Regions from separate parts of the Mus musculus genome. Here region 2 is linked to region 1. Evidence: chromatin contacts called from public HiChIP or PLAC-seq data. All regions are on one chromosome and are shown on one strand. The core of a region is the stretch at or near the end of the contact, and the rest is flanking DNA. Distances in the headings are between cores, read along the strand shown.

Evidence for each region. HiChIP or PLAC-seq counts read pairs in DNA pulled down with a chosen protein or histone mark.
Region 2: a contact with region 1 is called in a CTCF HiChIP or PLAC-seq map of the NIH/3T3 cell line, with 12 read pairs. The contact joins two enhancer-like sites. A contact is called at or near these places in 1 of 15 datasets of contacts at CTCF or cohesin (the NIH/3T3 cell line), 3 of 484 Hi-C or Micro-C datasets (the HPC-7 cell line, uterus and ventricular fibroblasts) and 1 of 9 other capture datasets (adipose tissue).

What each region holds. Positions count from the first base shown.
Region 1 is chr4:105,705,041-105,711,442 of GRCm38.p6, reverse strand. No RefSeq gene overlaps it. Among named protein-coding and RNA genes, the nearest start is that of Gm29922, 140 kb to the left of the region's middle. Within about 2 kb of position 5,147, at least 14 of the 459 cell types and tissues checked have an H3K27ac peak or open chromatin away from gene starts, as enhancers often do. A contact at or near this core is called in the NIH/3T3 cell line, where this site is marked.
Region 2 is chr4:105,767,170-105,773,482 of GRCm38.p6, reverse strand. No RefSeq gene overlaps it. Among named protein-coding and RNA genes, the nearest start is that of Gm29922, 75 kb to the left of the region's middle. Within about 2 kb of position 2,607, at least 9 of the 459 cell types and tissues checked have an H3K27ac peak or open chromatin away from gene starts, as enhancers often do. A contact at or near this core is called in the NIH/3T3 cell line, where this site is marked.

The sequences.
Region 1 (6,402 bases), core at 3,898-6,397:
GTTGATACATATGCAGCTAGAGTCAAGAGCTCAGGGGTACTGGTTAGTTCATATTGTTGTTCCACCTATAGGGTTGCAGATCCTTTTAGCTCCTTGGGTACTTTCTCTAGCTCCTCCACTGGGGGCCCTGTGATCCATCCAATAGCTGACTGTGAGCATCCACTTCTGTGATTTTTAAATGATAATTAAGTCTGATTGAGGTTATAAGTGGGAATACCCAGTCTAATAAAATCAGAAGAGAGAGACTTTCTCTATCTATGTTTTTCTAACACTCTCTCAAATATATTAAGAAGACCATTTTAAATCCAACAGAAAGATTCGTGGAAACCAACCATATTGGCAGCCAGATTTTAGCCTCCAGCATTCAGATGTGTGTGACGACATATATGCTTCTAAGCCACCCAGTTTACGGTACTTGCATAGTGGTTTCCGCTGGATTGAAACATTCCCTCCCAGAGGAAAGACAGCCTGGTGAAACTCACAAGAGGCCCAGGCTACATGGGAAACATTTGAGACTCACTATCAGCAGTAACTAACTGTTGGTTCCAGGGAGGAGTGGTCTTCATTGATGATGTAGCCTTGGCAAACTATGTAGTGAATGTGAGTGATGGAGATTTTCTGGCTTGGAAGCCATGGTGAGGCAAACTTTTCAGTGATGTAGCTTCCTGGGTCACCCATGCTCATGGGCATCACTTCAATATACTGATTGGATTACTAGAATGGTCTTGGATGAAATCGTTTTATTGGTCTGTATTTATTTCCTGTATCTGAAGGAAATAGGTATCCATAGGCACATCACCTAGGAAAAGCAATGTAGCCATGCCATTTTTTCATGGCAATCCAAGCTGACTAGGTTGAAACATAGACAAATGTATATATCTAACAGAAAGTCCACATCCAAAGCTAGACCCTTAGAAGATTGCATCCTTGGAGGAACTGCATCCTTGCTGGACAGGGGTGGGATAAATAAACTAAGAGAAGAAAACAGAAGTTTGGTTCTGAAGACCTGATCCATAAACCAAAGGACCAGTAAAGAAATCCTCTCCAGGTAGAGTTAACACAAGGACATCTCCATATGGATAGGTTTTACATTTCTGTTACTTTGAAGCACAAAACATCTCATAAAGATAATTTAAAGTGGTCCCAAGTTTCAGTAAGCCCTAGTATCCATGCAAATCTCTATGAAAACTCAACCTGTGCCCACTATGTCTCCCACAGATGATGATCCAAGGTTGAAACGTGCACAGAGAGAAGAATACAAAGTGAATATGGAAACAAAGACCTAAGGAAAATAGGGAATCAGAGCTCCACTGGAAATGTGCAATGTCTCGATAATCTAATTTAAAAGGTTTTCAAAACATCACAAGTAGCTAAATTCTGAGCAAATGAAAAAAATGAAGGCAGGAATATTATAAAAATCCACTTATAAAACTATAGTGTACCTAGTACAATTAAACCTTCAGTGGCTAAAAGTGATATCTTATGCAACTTGAGAAGAAAATTAGTGGTGTAGAAGCAAACCAATGAGTAAATTGAAATGTGAAGACCATACCCTCTCCTGGAATAACAGAAATAATCAACATTCTAGACAAAGATTAAAAAGAAAAGGAATGACATTCAACGGCATCATAGCCAAAAGTTCGTCAGAGTTCTGGGACAATGGGTATCATATTATTGGTAGGCTATGAATTTGGGCATTAAGTAATAAAGTTAAAAATGCTTAGTCCTCACAGCTTATCGATTTCATCCTAAAGAAATCGTTTAGGAAACCTTCTGCACATGTGCGTTAGGAGGCGTGCTGGTTGGAACAGTGTGGGGTATATTCCTACAGGGGAGCACCACAGCCCAGCAACACTGACTGCCCTTGAAAACATATGAGACGTCAGAAGGACTCCTGCCCAGCGATCCCATTCCATAAAATGCAAAGCATAATCCCCCCAGGGATCTATAAACAAGATGGCTGCACACATGGAGAGCACCACTACTAAATCATCAGTGCATGTCCATGCAAGTTTTGTTCCCTAGTTCCATAAACATATGTACAACTCTCTTATGCACCACGCGCTGCACACACGGACTGCAAAATCCTTCCAGTGTGGAGGTCACATTGGAGGCGCTGCCTTAGAACCCGCTTGTTTCACTTACAATGAATTATAAGCAGATTTTCATGTCAAAACAAAACCTATAAACATTTTATTAGCCATATAGAACTCTACGTCTGGGTATCCCATACTTACCCAAGTCCTCTCCTAGGGAACGGAATTGATGCAATTGTTTTTCTACAATAAGGAATATCGAAAGAATCAATTTCCTTACACATAAATCTTTGTGTTGTAGCATTGTTTGATCCTCCAGGGTAAACTCCTCCTCTCGGTAGAGTGGCTTGCTGAAGGGTGATTTTACAATACACCGTTGTTAACAGGGTGAGAGTAACCACATTTCTTGTAGCTTTTTCAGATATTGCTGCCCTGAGCTTTTTATCAATTTTATATATTAAATTACACTAGTTTGTTTTAATATACCTTATTTATAAGGATTTTGAGTATGGGTAAAATGTATGGGTATTTCTCTTTGTGTACATCTTGAATGTTTATTTGGATCATTTGAATGCATAATTTGTCCAGTTCTCTTGACTCTTTTTCTCCTGAACAGACTGGTTTGCCAAACATTACTTGTGACATTTGGGGGTGTGTGCGCATGTGTCTGTGAATGTTATATACGTGTGTGTGAGAGGGCCAGTGTGTTTGCTGAGTAATTGCATAATAGTCCTTTTCCAGCAATGTGTTTGGCTGGGTTTTCACAGCAGTCAACTCGTACATCTTCCACTGGCCTCCTTCCTGGTGCGCATGCTTGCCATGCCGTCTCAGTGCTTCTGAGTTATCCCATATGCTCTAGGACCCTAACCAGAGCTTCCTTCTGATGTTATTGCTTAGCAAGCTACCACAGGTCAGCCAAGCTTGGTCTGCCACCCAATTTTGAAAGGCCAGCGAGCTAAGAAAACATTTTAATGGCTGGGAAAGAGTAAAAGGAATAATATTTTATGGATACATGACAATTACATAAAATTCAAACCTCGGTGTCCATAAAGTTTTATTGGAGCACAGCCATGCTTGTTCATTAAGATATCGCTAAGAGTGGTTTCATGCTGTGATGTCCGAGGTGAGTCGTCACGAGACACCACATGTTCAGCAGAGCTGAAAATATTTACTAGCTGGTCCTCTTTCTATAAAGCTTGCTGATCTCTGCTATAGAATCAAAACCTCAAACGGGATAACAAAGAGCCTGACCCTGCTCTGCGAGTGTTCCACACAGCCTTACTTTTCATCTCTTTGGGGCTGTTGTTGCCATTTTTTTGGGAATCCCTTTCGCCTGCTGCTCTGAAATTGGGCATCTTTATCAGCAAGCATGGGTTTGAATCATCATTTCTTCAGTCCAGTTCCAGAATTCTTGGAGATAACTGGAATGCGAATGGTATCCCTTTTTCTTTTGGCTTCAAGACACCTTTTTAATCCCTTTAAAATTCCACTGACTATTTTAGTTGTGGTTTAAAGAGAAAGAGAACTGCACACAAGTCACCATCTCATTCCAACATAGAGCTACTTCTGAGATAATGAAAGTGGGCTTGCTGCAGAGCTCACACATCGACACTGGTGTGGATCCCCTCCCACCCCACCACAGGCAGCACTGTCTGAGAAATGTATGCAGAAATAGGAAGCAGGAAAATGATGCTCTCAAGTTCCTGTGAGAGGTTGTTTGGTGCCCGATCTTAAGCTAAGTTTATGGCACCATGTTTCAAGACAGAAAGATCATCGTTCTTACTGACTATAATATTGGTTCATATTTATAAAATGTACTTTGACGTTTTGACTCATGTTCAGAATAGTGTGTTTGAGTGACTGATTATCAACTTTCCTTCATTGTTAAGTCACTACTTAAGTGAGACAAGTGATACATTATATCTCATATCTAAAAGAGGGGGAGTAGAGACAGAATTATTAATTATTCTCTAATCAACTGAAGTCCAACAGTACCTTATTGCATTCGCAAAAAACTACGACCATGAAAACTAACATTCTACAGAAAAAAATTATAATGACTAGAAGAAAGACTCTATGTGCTCCAGCATATTGCTTATAACTGTGAACTAAGTGTGAGGAAAGACCGAGAACTGACATCATAGAGAGGATGTTTATTATCTGGTGAGAAAGAGGGGTGTCTATGTTTGCTGGGTGATAATATATCATTCAAAGAATTCATTGACGCTCATTTTGATTTTTAAAGGATTATTTTAATTACCCTTTTTAAGTTCCAAGTTAAGCAATTCTATAGAAAAGACCTCAATGTCAACTCAAAAGCATCAGCTAATTAAAGTTTGGCATTCCATGGTTAAGAATATATATCCTTTGTATGTATGCTCTAGATATTGAACGAATCATAGAATCCCCTGCTGTCTTAGAGGGAGCCTGGGTGGCTTTGTGACATGTTTACTGTACCGCCACGGAGATACCTCTCATGTGCTATATAGTTAGAGTAAACCCACTCTCGTACAGCTTCCATTTTGGTGGTTTAAACATTCTTTTATTTTACCTACCTCCCACTTTCTTCCTTTACTTTGCAGTTCTCTGTACTGTGATTTTTAAGCTACTTTATTGGGTTCTTATACCCACCACCTTTCTTCACCAGGATCCCTTCTAACCCTCCAACACTGGGCAGGTGGAAAAGAAGGTTAGAGGGACAGGGAGGTAGACCTAGAACTGTCGGAAACACAGAAACACAGATACTTACAGTATGATTCATAAAAGTAGCAAAATTACACTCATAGAGCGGCAACAAACGTGATTTTGTTGTGGGGGTCACTACAACGTGAGGACCTGTATTAAAGGGGGGCGCAGCATCAGGAAGACTGAGGACCACTAAACCCCAGTTAGAATTAGTTTAAGCCGTATGTGAATGCCTGGGGAAGGGAGATGAAGGTTTTTCAAATTTTACAAGCAACAGAAGCATAGTTTCATGAAAAGTTTAAAAAAAGAGAGAGAGAGAGGCTTCTGAGGTCAAGTAAAACATTGGGTTTTAAACAAACTTAAACACATTCTTGAAGGATATTTCAAATCCTTGATCGTGGCATCATGGATTGTGAAACACACACAGTTGCATAATGTGATCTGGCAGCAAGAGTCTTTCTTCCTCAGAGCCTAAAGGGATGACTAGAGAAGGCTCCTCCAAATGTCTGCATTATTCCCGTGGCTCTCTTTCCTCCTGAAGAAAGTTAATGAAGTGATCCGTTAGTTCTTCTGAAAGGAATCGTGAGCTATCTCTGACCCTTTGTCCTCCAAATTCAACATGCAGTCCTGGGAGCTCATTAAACCTTAACCAAAGACACTGATCTCGTGGTTTTTCTGTTCGTTTTATCTGGGCCAAATCCCTGTACCAGACTCAAGGTCTAATGGATAAGAACAAATAATATTATTAAAGACAACACAGTAGCCATTATTCATCTGCTTCATAAATGTGCTTCTTAACCTTTGCTTAGTCCGCCCGCCTCCCCCCCCCCCCGCCCCCAGCTTAACCACAACAGGACAGTGAGTCCCTAGCATTTTACCTGCAAGACAGTGAGCTGCTTCCTCCTTCCCTGCTCGTTGATGCAACAAGTATTTATTAAAGATCGACTGAATGTGACCAGTGTTTTAGGTGCTTGAGATATATCACTCAACAAAGACCATGTTTGTAGCATTTCTCCTCCAGCTGGAGGAGACCAGTGGACAAAACAAAGATCAACATAGACATGAGTAAAGAGTTGAGTCAGTAAGTGTGTACACTACTGGAAAAAAAAACCAGACTGGCAGTGGAAAAGAAGCGTATGTACAGTCTGAGGAATTGTGTGGTGTGTACCCTGATGAAATACAGGTACTGCTTCTGTCTGGAGAGGCAAAAATGCAGTTTTAATGTATTTTAGCCAATGGCAGGGCCAATTTTAGTCTGCTACAACATGTTGGTCAACTTTCCTTGGGCAATTAACTTTAAAAAGGGAGAGTTTTATCTCAGTTCGAAGTTTGATGATTGCTCTCTGTGATTACGTGGCCTCCTTTGGGCCTCTTGTTTGGACTGCACACTGTGGAAACGTGTGTGAGAAGCACAAATGGTCAGGCCAGCAGCAACAGAGCAGAGGAAGAAAGGACGGAGGCCCCTGTCCTGTTTAGCTTCCTTCTCAACATGATACAAACAAGAGAGAACCATCTGGGAAAAGAGATCCTCAACTGAAAAACTACTCCTTCATCATAGTGCTGTATCACACACACACACACACACACACACACACACACACACACACACACACACAGAGAGAGAGAGAGAGAGAGAGAGAGAGAGAGAGAGAGAATGAGATTTGTTGGAATCTAGGTGAAT
Region 2 (6,313 bases), core at 1,358-3,857, 65 kb before region 1:
GGCTTTGTGAGGAACAACCTTACTGATTGCCACAGTGGCTGCACCAGTTTGAACCCCCAAACGTTACAACTTTCTAATTCACTGTTCCCCAGTGCTTAACACCAATGCTTTCCACATGTCCAATGTCTAGGTGCCCTACATACCACTTTCCTTATTTATTTTTAAGATGAAAACATTTAAGATTTGTATTTTTAGCAAAGTTTCAATTTCCAGTACACGATGTATCATTACTAACTATAATCACCATAGTGTAGCGTCTACTGTAGCTATAGGACTTGTTTATCCTGTAAGATGAAAGCCAGTGGTTATGTGCCCTGGGTCAGGTACAGTTCTTTCAGAAACAGATGTCAAGACATGATTAAATTACGTCTTGTGTGGTCCCTGTGGCATAGTCACTGTGCTCTGCACGTCACACATGATGGGGATTCTGACAGGTGAAATCTTCCCTAGAGTGTGCTGAAGTATGTCAGAGAGTGCCAATTCTTTCCCAATCTTATTCGTTTAAAAATACAGTTGCCCCTTTTCTTTAAAAATTAGCTTGCAGTACAAGTTTCTTTTTTTGGCTTTCATATGTATTTAGTTATGATTGCCTCCTCATTAAAAACAATAACTTTCCATTCTTAAGGACAGATTCTCACCCTTCTGGATGGATCGTTCTGGTAACAGAGTTCCAACAAATACCTCATTTCTGTGTCACTTATCCAATCTTGGACAAAGCATGCAGGAGCCGAATTTTTCAGATAATGGCTCTGGACCTCTTGTTCCTTTATCTACATAGACAGCATCAGAAATCAAACTGAAAACTTGTTTTCTAAAAAAAGGAGCTACTCATATTTGGCATGGGATTTGATTCACTTGGAAGCACTAATCTTGAGTTTCTGGGATGGAATACTTTTGGGAAATTATTATCCTGGATATTTCATCTTATTGAAATCACTGAGGCATAGTCAAGAGAAGTATGGAGCTGAAAAGGTGACTTAGTAGTTAAGAGCTCAGACTCAATTATCAGTATGCACACACCTGCACACACACACACACACACACACACACACATGGCTAACAACTGTCTGTAGCTTCCTCTTCTGCCCACCATAGGCAATGCATGCATATGGAATATAAACATACATACAAGCAAAAAGTTCATACACATGAAGTAAATTTTTAAAAAGAAAGAAGTATTTATAACAGAGTCTATGAGCTTGTTAGAGAATGCTACTGAGGTTAGACATCTATAAAGAAATCCTTCTGAAGTTCAGCTCACACACAGAGGTGGAGTTAAAATTATTACAAACTACATAGAAAATTGAAATACCTAAAGCATAAATAATGGATTTACAATTCTACAGAAAATTTACTTATAAACTATAACATGGAAATATGCAAACACACACACACACACACACACACACACACACACACACACACCCCTAATGTTGTGTGGTATGTGTGTGAGCCATGGTGCTTGTGTGGATATCAGAGGAAAGCTACAGGAATTGTTTCTTTCCTTCCACCCTGTGAATTCTTGAGATCAAACTCAGGTCTTTAGGCTTGCCTGTAAGTGCCTTTACTCACTGAGCTGTCTCATGAGTCTTACACATCACTTGGCAACAGCACATGGCTCTTGCTTCTGCCATGATTATGACATACCATGAAGGTGCTGGACAGCTTCAAATGACTATCATGAAGAAATTGTTGCTCTTTCAGCGCCAGACACCACCAGTTGACATTGGTTGCTTTCCCGAGATGGCACAATGCCGTGTGACTTTCTCTGGGTGCTTTTGTGCATGGGCAGAGTAAACAGTTGAGCAGTTCTCTCAGAGGTTCTCAGTCAAGAATCCTTTGTTCCAGGACTGACTCGGGATGACTGATGTGGCTTGAACTGATGTAGGAGGGATGGTCACTTGAATTGACGTCAGCTGGGTTCTGACCTATGACATTGGGGAGAAGGGCTCTCAGGTTTCTGAGGTGGCCTGTCAATATTCTACCAAGTTGGATTTCTCTTAGGTATCTCAAGAATTCTTTACTGCTTCTAGAAGAAATGTGGCTTCTTTGGCCCATGCTTCTTTTTCTTTCCTAGAGAGTACCCACCATCTTTCTAATGAAGAGTAATAGCATGAAGCATGAGTGTGTTCCATATTCTCATGTCCTCGTCAGTTCCTTTGCTGGAACTGTATCTGGACCTAGAATTGCAGTTCCTCACAGTTCTGTCTCACTCTTCGAGGGGGTTGGTAGTGTCTGAATATCCATGTGCAGTTTTTTTCCTGCCCCAAATGTTTCTCCTGCCACTATCTATGGAATATATCCAAAATGAGTGCATGAAGTTTTCCAAATCTAAAAATATACTGTCTTAATTAAGGTGCCATTGCTGTGAACAGACACCATGATCAAGATAATTCTTCTAAGGACAACATTTAATTGAAGCCGTCTTACAGATTCAGAGGTTCAGTCTATTATCAAGGTGGGAAGCATGACAGCATCCAGGCAGGCATGGTGCTGGAGGAGCTGAGAGTTCTTCATCTTGTTCCAAAGGCAAATAGGAGAAGACTGACTATTTTGCTCTGGGTGGAGCTTTAAAGTCCACCCCCACAGTGACACACTTCCTCCTAAAAGTACCACTCCCTATGGACCAAGCATATTCAAACCACCATATGTACCTAGATGTTACAGTATTTACAACCAACTAAAATTCATCTGTGTAGGGGTAATACTTAAATCAATCTTTATAGCTAATATTTTCAGTTCACCTTTACATGTGGGTCATAATCTTTTCTATTCCTTTTTAGAGATTTGGTTACTTCTTATTTTATTTTTCTTGTTGTTGTCTGTCATGGAAATGCTTCTTCTTTTTCATGTTTTCAAACTAAACATAGAGTTGACCTTGGGCTATGTTAATATTTTCTGTGTTTTGTTGTTTTTAAAGTTGTGGGTACTTTTTAAAAGTCTCAGACCTGGTTACTGCATTCTCCTGAAATGATGTTTTACAACTAACTTCTCCTGAAGCTTTTCAAAAAAATTGTTACAGCAGACAGAGAGCATTACTAAAAGCAGCAAACTTCTGAGTCATCACACTACGCTCAGCACTCCAGAGATACATGGTTGGGCTTGGTCTGGTGCTGCTGTGTATTCAAATGCTAAATTCTGTACTGTAAGATCTGGTTGCTTGGGATGATCAAATTCTCATGTACACAAGCTTTTGATGGTTAGTTGATCAATAAAAGGCTAAAGGCTATGATTGGGTAGTAGAAAGAGACAGGCGGGACTTGAGGATTGAGTGAGGGGTCCAGGAGAGAGCAGAGAGGGAGGGAGGGGAAGAGAGGAGACAGAAGAGAAGAATTAGCAGCCATGAAAGGAGGTGGTTCATGAGCACATGGCCAGAAGGAACAGCAAGCAACAAGGGGCATATGACTGAGATATAAGTTAGTATAGTTCCAAAACCTGCCCAATCTAGGCTTATAGCTTATAAGTAAACTACCAAGACCGTGTGTCATTTATATAGTCTAGCTAGAATATAAAACTATCATTTATAATGCATCTAGAGTATAACTCATGTATCTAGAGCTCAGGGATCCTGGTGGAAGAGGGCATGGAACGATTGCAAAAGCCAGGGGAACAGGAACTTTTCTGTGAGACTGTGTCTTCTAGAAAGGACAGAGACGCTACAGTCATCAAGTCTCATCAACATGGCTGCCTAAACAAGACCCTAACAAGGATAACACCAAGAATCATGCTAACAGGAAAGAGAAAAAAAAACTCATAAGATTTCAACCCTCAGGAAAGAACTATAGGCAGTTTAGGAGTGCTGAGAGCAAGAGGCAAAATCAAAGCGCCCGTATATTGGTTATTCAATACCAAGTGGTCAGCTCGGAATTCACATACACACAAGTAACATTATAAAGATTGAGCAGCCTGTATTTATATATTTTTATATGTATAAAACATATATTTATATATTTAATAGTATGTATATATAAAACTTCAAAAAAAAAACAGGTTTTGGTTTTAATAAAGCTTCTAGTAGAGTTTTTACTTCCTTAGTTTCTATTTTTATGCTTTTAATTTCTACCTTTGGGTTCCCTTTGTTTTACCTTTCTAACTGATTAGATTTTAAGGCAAGCATTTTAATTTTATGCCTCTTTTATAATACATCAATTTAAAGCTATTGTTCTTAATGCCTCACTATCTAATCTCTTCTAGCTTTGATGCTGTGACTCACAAAGTTTATACTCCTGGGAGAGATGAAAGTGATGAATAGAAATAGACAAAAGAAAACTGTAATTTTCTAAGTGCTATGGAAAAATACAAGCAAAGAAAGGGAACAGCCTTTCCATTTAAAACAATTGTTAGGCGTCTCACTCACAGAGATGCTTCTGCAAAAATACCTAAACAAAGGAAGAGAGATCCATGCTGATCTGGCATAGGAGACTCTAACCAGGGGAGGTGCAGTCTCAGAAGCTGTAGGGCAAACATAGTTAAGTTTTGAAGGGAGAGTGGATCAAAGGAAGGCCTGAAACATAGCTAAGAAAGATAAATATTGAAAGTAAATATTTGGGAAGTTGGCAAGAGACACCTCGATAAGTTCTATATGCTGTGCTCACCATCAACAGGAGGCTCTGTTAAGTGTAGTACTGGCATAGCCTGATTTAAAAAAAAGTCTCTAGATGGTCCATCTTTTCATCTCAGCTCCAAACTTTGTCTCTGTAACTCCTTCCATGGGTGTTTTATTCCCAGTTCTAAGAAGGGGCAAAGTGTCCAAATTTTGGTTTTTGTTCTTCTTGAGTTTCATGTGTTTTGCAGATTGTATCTTGTATCTTGGGTAATCTAAGTTTCTGGGCTAACATCCACTTATCAGTGAGTACATATTGTGTGAGTTCTTTTGTGACTGGGTTACCTCACTCAGGATGATGCCCTCCAGGTCCATCCATTTGCCTAGGAATTTCATAAATTCATTCCTTTTAATAGCTGAGTAATACTCCACTGTGTAAATGTACCACATTTTCTGTATCCATTCCTCTGTTGAGGGACATCTGGGTTCTTTCCAGCTTCTGGCTATTATAAATAAGGCTGCTATGAACATAGTACAGCATGTGTCCTTCTTACCAGTTGGAACATCTTCTGGATATATGCCCGGGAGAGGTATTGCGGGATCCTCCTGTAGAACTATGTCCAATTTTCTGAGGAACCACCAGACTGATTTCCAGAGTGGTTGTACAAGCTTGCAATCCCACCAACAATGGAGGAGTGTTCCTCTTTCTCCACATTCTTGCCAGCATCTGCTGTCACCTGAGTTTTTGATCTTAGCCATTCTGACTGGTGTGAGGGGAAATCTCAGGATTGCTTTGATTAAGGATGCTGAACATTTTTTCAGGTGTTTCTCAGCCATTCATTTCATTCAGGTATTCCTCAGGTGAGAATTCTAAGTGTAGCTCTGAGCCCCATTTTTAATGGGGTTATTTGATTTTCTGGGGTCCAGCTTCTTGAGCTCTTTGTATATATTGGATATTAGTCCACTATTTGATTTAGGATAGGTAAAGATCCTTCCCCAATAACCATGGATCCATCCCATAGTCAGCCTCCAAACGATACACTAGCAAGATTTTGCTGAAAGGACCCAGATATAGTTGTCTCTTGTGAGGCTATGCCGGGGCCTAGCAAACACAGAAGTGGATGCTCACAGTCAGCTATTGGATGGATCACAGGGCCCCCAATGGAGGAGCTAGAGAAAGTACCCAAGGAGCTGAAGGGATCTGCAACCCTATAGGTGGAACAACAATATGAACTAATCAGTACCCCCCCCCCCCCAGAGCTCATGTTTCTAGCTGCATATGTATCAGAAGATGGCCTAGTTGGCCATCATTGGAAAGAGAGGCCCATCAGTCTTGCAAACTTTATATGCCTCAGTACAGGGGAACCAGGGCCAAGAAGTGGGAGTGGGGGGGAGTGAGGAGGGAGGGTATGGGGGGACTTTTGGGCTAGCATTGGAAATATAAATGAAGAAAATACCTAATTAATAAAAGATTAAAAAAAAAAGAGGCATGTGCAGATGCACGTTCCCACAGAGGCCAGGAGGGGATGTTGAATACCTTATAGCTGGAATTGTATGTAGCTGTGAGCCACCCGATGTGGTTCTGAGTCCAAACTCAGGTCTCCTGCATGATCAGCAAGTAACTTAACCACTGAGCAATCTTTCCAGCTCCTGTCTTTTATTTTATAAGTTTCAGACATTCTGAGAAGTTCGGGGCCAAGGACAGAATTAGAGGGCTTGGGTAAAAAGTTATTGGCTGGTTTTAGACATAAAAGTGAAAATATTGTTGCA